2 separate regions of the Zea mays genome follow, and region 2 is linked to region 1. Evidence: chromatin contacts called from public Hi-C data. All regions are on one chromosome and are shown on one strand. The core of a region is the stretch at or near the end of the contact, and the rest is flanking DNA. Distances in the headings are between cores, read along the strand shown. Region 1 holds the start of LOC103643584 (probable glucomannan 4-beta-mannosyltransferase 2). Region 2 holds the start of LOC100280694 (pyrophosphate--fructose 6-phosphate 1-phosphotransferase).

Region 1 (2,761 bases), core at 33-2,532:
GGTGGGCACAACATGTATAGGTGTACATTTGGGTCGGGCCTGATGGGCCGGCCCGAAGCACGGAAAAAAAGCACGGCCCAGGCACAGCACGACCCGAAATAATTTAGTGCCGGGCCGGCACGACCCGTTATATCGGGCCGGGTTTGGGCCGAGGTCACGGCCCATGGGCGGGCACGGGCACGACCCGTTTAAGGCAGGCACGAAATGGCCCATATAGAGGCACGAAAAGGCCCATATATTTATTAAAACCACACTTAATTTCACACTTTCATATACTTGATAAAGAACATAAAGCTAGAGATAATGCTAGTTAGATATTTTTTGTAGCTTTGAATTAGAGTGTGTGATGTAATTTTTGCTTTTGTTATGAACATTAGACAATAAACTGAACTTACGAACTTTGTATAGAGCTGGTTATACTCTTTTTCCTTCTAACAAATGATTTATAAATGAGGTAGTCATTGCATAGCTGTGGTAACTTTAATTAATACAAATATTAAGTTTGATTTTGTTCAAATTTATTTGTCTTATCTTTTATTTGTTTTATTATTTTTTGAATTTAGGGCTCTAATGTGAATTTCGGGCCAAAAACTGAATTTCGGGCCCTAATGTGAATTTCGGGCCAAAAATTGAATTTCGGGCTTTTATAATTTCGGGCCGCCCGAAATGAGCCCGACACGTTTAAGCAATTACGGACCGGGCCGTGGGCCGAGGGCTAGGCCCATGGGCCGGCCCGGCACGGCCCAAAATTCAAACGGGCCGGGCCGGCCCGAAATTCAAATAATACGGGCCTTTTCGGGCTTGGGCCGGGCCGGGCCGGGCGGCCCGAATGTACACCTATAACAACATGCAGTGGATGGACGGGATATTGTTGTGGGTGGATGGACGGAGGTTTTTGGTGGTCAGGGTTGGACAGGACATAGGCAGAATCAGGGGAGGCATGCTACCTCTTGTAGTTTTAATAAGTAGTAGACAAGGTAGTTATGTGAGGATAACAAATCAAAGATCGTGACTCTATAAACTGCCCGAAAATAAAATAAATCTGCTGCTCCGCAAGTTAGATCATGGTATACGCAAAAAAGGAAAAAAATTATAAGAAACAATACACTTTAACCTGACTAACAGGCAACGGCCACCCTATCTACTGCTCGGGCCGCCCATCCCCTCGTTATGGGCCAGTCACTATTCACTCGTGAGATCTCAAACCAAACACCGAGCGGGTATGGTCCAGGCAAATCGAGCCCAGCCTATGTCATCGAAACAAGAAAGATCGTATCCCACATGTACAGGAAGCGCATTCCATTCCAGCGGGAGCGGGGGACATCCGTCCTGGCAACTTTCCCCACATCCAATCCAAAATGTCCTCCCTCCTCTTCCTCGATCGCGTTGCGGGCCGCTCGCTCTCAGCCACCGCCATCCACACCACAGACCCCAGCTACCGCTACCGCTACCACCACCACCACCACCACTACTGGAACCCCCCTCCCTTTCAATACAAAACAAAAAAGCGCACGCAGGCAGAGCTGCTGCACGCGGCGCACGCACTCCCACTCCTCCCGTTCCGTCCGCTCCAAGCAAGGCACCCCCATCCAGATGGCGGCCTGGGCGGTTCCGGCGCTCGCGGCCGCTGCGTGGGCGCTGCGGGCGGCGGTGTGGGCGTGCCTCGCGGCGTCGGCGATGCTCGTCGCCGAGGCCGCGTACATGGGCCTCGCCAGCCTCGCCTCCGCCGCCGCGATGCTGTGGCGCCGCCCGGACGCGAGGTACCGCTGGGAGCCCATGCCCGGAGGCTGCGACGTCGAGGCGGCCACTGGGGCGGACTTCCCCATGGTGCTCGTGCAGATCCCGATGTACAACGAGCGGGAGGTGGGGAGCGTTCTACTTTTGGGCACAAGCTACATGTGTTGTGACCTGATTAATTGCTGGCCCATTTTCTCCCTGTTACACGTCGCGGTCGCTAGATTGTATAACCGTAGGCAGTATGCGGCGTTATGAGTTTATTCCGAGGTTTTTTTTGGACGTGGATCATGCTGATATTTTCTGAGCATTTTGGGTCCAGGGGTCCTTCCTCCTGTTTCTGAATGAGATGGGAAGTTTATTATGGATTCAAAGGAACAAGTCTCTCGATGTGTTTGTACTGTACTTTCTCAACTCTCAAGTCGTAAGGTGGAGCTAGTATCAGAAATGGGCTCCACTGTTTACGCGTACGCTCCTTTGGTTAGTGCAATCATGATACAAGTGACGGCATTGTGGTTCAGTTATGAAATGAAACCTGAAAAATACCATGGGCGCCTAAAGAAAGGAAAAGGAATCCTATTAATGAGGACAAGTGGAGCACAATGCAGTGTCTGCTCGAGCTATCCTAGTGTCAATTAAAGGAAACCAGTGGTATTAAGATGGATGGGGACAGTCTCGTTTTCCTTGCTGTACTGACACTGTCACTAATGCATGATTAGTCTTTTCTTTGCATTGCTGGCAGTAGACTAACAACACTAGAAAACCGTAGTTTTCCTAGATGTCTGAACAATGTTCTTGTGCGTCTTGCAATGTTATAGAATTTGACACCGGATCATTGCAATGCTTGTTTCTTTGTACAGGTGTACAAGCTATCCATTGACGCTGCGTGTGCCCTCACATGGCCACCAGACCGTATTGTAATACAAGTCTTGGATGACTCCACTGATCCGATTATTAAGGTAGACCTTGGTTTCAGGGACTTTAGCTTATCTTGATTGACGAAAAGTAGAAAATATTCATATGACTT
Region 2 (2,740 bases), core at 9-2,508, 340 kb before region 1:
ATGGTACCATTCGCGTTCTCAAGAGGGGCTCTGTTGTAGACACAGTAACAATATTACACACATTAGACAAATTCTAATAGAAATTTTGGTCACAAATGATATAAATTAGGATTAGCATGAGACCAATCATAAGGAAAAGCAGAGGAAATATGTCACCTGCTCTTGAGAGAAAAAGTAGTTGGCCTCGGTTCCACATCAATTACATCTGTCAAGTGTGGCAAGCTGAAGCGCTTATCGAAATCCTCTTGAAACTGCGTCTTCCAGTCCGGATTCGAGAAGTCTAGTTGTGTCCGATCCACGGATACGGCTCTAGCAATCAACTGATCTGTCCTTTGTTTCCTGTCATATCCCACCCATCGCAATCTACTGCTGTTGGGTACTCCGAAACGGCATAAAACCTTGTGGCCTAGACTAATCGAACCAGCACCGCAGTCCATGGGCGCTACTGCCATTGCTTTGATTGATCAGTCCCGCATGCAAATATCCTGTGGAATAGGTTCCAGCTAGCTATCAGCCTATCAGTATGGGACAGAGGTATTCCTACTGTCTTACACTACATAGAACAAAGTTAGCTTGTACTGTTAAAAAGGCCGATGATACGAGCATCCAACAATATTGGAGACTGCGACTAAAGGTGTACAATTTTCCATTTGCATACTAGACCGCAGTGGGGGGAAATCATGATACGGCAGACCAAAGCCACCTCTCTTTTGCAGAGAGAAAAGGCAAGGGAAAAAAATAGGGATCGATCCCCTTCCCAATAGAAGGGCCAACCAATAGAACAAAATTCTACAATCAGTGTCATTGCCTGCCGCAAGCTCACAAAACAATCACAACAATCGCACCCAAAAACGATCAAACCAGCCGGCCGCATCAGCAAATCGAACCGGACAGAACGGGTAAGAGCACCACTGATCAGGAAACTCACCTCTCTCCGCGCCTCAAACCAGATTCGCCGGAGATGCCTGGCTGCGGCCTGCGGCACAGGCACGTGGTCAAGGTGATCGATGGACAGAGGGGACGGGGCCGAGGGGTTTGTTGTTATACGGCTCAGAAGCGGAAGGACGCGGCGGCGTCTCCGCCGCCTCCTCGATGTCTCCGTCCTGGTGTCTTGGAAACCTGTAGATTTTGTTTGTTCCTGGAACAATAAGGGATGAAAGCGCAGACTTACGACGAGGATGGATCGGCCGGTTGGCGCCGAGAAATTGTTGCCGAGATATGACGGGGTGGTGCAAGGAAGGCGGAAAAGTCGGGGCGCTGACTGCCATGCGGCTCATGTGTTTCCGCCAGGCGCCATGTCCACGCACGGCACGGGGTCTCCTTTTCGGCCACTTTTTTTTTTCTTTCTTTGGTCCAATTCATGTGGTCGTCCGTTGGACCGGTGTGTTGATGCAGTCCGGCCATCGGAAGGGCCGAGTTTTTCACGGGTATCCCGTTCATAACTATAATAATCTATCCATTCTAAAAATGCATAACTCAAATCTCAAAAACTAATTAAAGCCTACTAGTTAAGTGCTCTTACATTACTACAGTTTTTTATATATCACATAGATCTTATTTAAATTTAATAGTTGTTTAAACACGTTCCAAACTTTTATAATAATTTGTGCTTTGTTTCAAACTTTTATAATAATTTATGCTTTGTTTGAATTGTTCATTAAAATATATTTTATATGACGAATGAGAAACCATAATTCTAATACTTGCGTCGTTTCCCGTGAGGTGACTCATGCAGCAACAATCCCTAATGAATGTTGCCCCTTCCTTGTCCCCTCTCCGCCTTATCGCCACTAGGGTAAGCAGTTGAAAATCCCAGCCGGCTTACGAGAATAGTAGCGGCAGGTCCTCACGTGACCTACCACGATTTAGCCTGGCCCAAAAACGATTCAGCGTGGCCTGATCACCATGTCGTGCGTAGGACTAAGGTGTGACACGATGAGCTAAGCCAAACATGACTTGGTTTATTTTTCCTCTATTTTATAAAAAATATTCCTTTATCCTATAAAATAAGACATATTTTTTTTGAGAAATCTTTTAGATTGGAACTTTGACCATTAATTCTTTTTAAATATAACATCAACAAATACAAATTGAGCATCATATTAAAATATTTTTAATACAAATTTAAATATGTAACATGCATACACTAGAAATATATGTTTTTTTGTTGAATTGTTGATCAAAGTTTTAAAACGTTGACTTTTATAAAAACATACACGCCTTATTTTACCATTTAAATGTATGTGCTCTCATATACCCATCTGGCTGTGGAGAGCCAGGAGAGGAGGTGACGTATGGAGAAACTCATATAGAAGTAGATATAGAGATATTTGGATTGCAGCACCCGAGTCAATCCATCCCTCATGAGTCCATGCTGCTGAGAATAGCGTTGCCACGCGGTTTTTGACGGAATGGACATTGCTGAGAAGATACAGTGTCATGCAATTGAGTATGGTGTCATCATGCTAATTGAAGTTTTGTATGTTGTGCGTTAAGCTAAGACTGCAACGGCTAGCTTGGATATCCGATCCACTTTTCTTAGAGTTGTGGTCGTCTTTTACAGAATATTTTGATTTCTTTAGAGCAACTTCAAAAAGTTAGCTAAAAAGACTAGCCAAATTTACTGATTTAGCTACTCTCTAAAATAGATTTTAGAGAAAAAGTATATGCTAATCTAACAGACTCGGTAAATCTACGGACTGAGTAGAGAGTGAAGCAGGGTATCCAAAATTGGAGAGCG

What was found. Hi-C and Micro-C count contacts between places; a contact is called where the count stands out from the background.
Region 2: a contact with region 1 is called in a Hi-C map of leaf, with 8 times the contacts expected there. The contact joins the promoter of LOC100280694 here to the promoter of LOC103643584 in region 1. A contact is called at or near these places in 6 of 25 Hi-C or Micro-C datasets (bundle sheath, ear, leaf and 1 more).

The regions. Positions count from the first base shown.
Region 1 is chr1:248,254,079-248,256,839 of Zm-B73-REFERENCE-NAM-5.0, reverse strand. LOC103643584 (probable glucomannan 4-beta-mannosyltransferase 2) reads left to right here and starts at 1,282. Exons shown (of 9, transcript XM_035964290.1): 1 at 1,282-1,863; 2 at 2,595-2,693.
Region 2 is chr1:248,596,463-248,599,202 of Zm-B73-REFERENCE-NAM-5.0, reverse strand. It overlaps LOC100280694 (pyrophosphate--fructose 6-phosphate 1-phosphotransferase), which reads right to left and starts at 1,258. Exons shown (of 14, transcript NM_001153613.2): 1 at 929-1,258; 2 at 157-485; 3 at 1-30. The coding sequence starts at 452.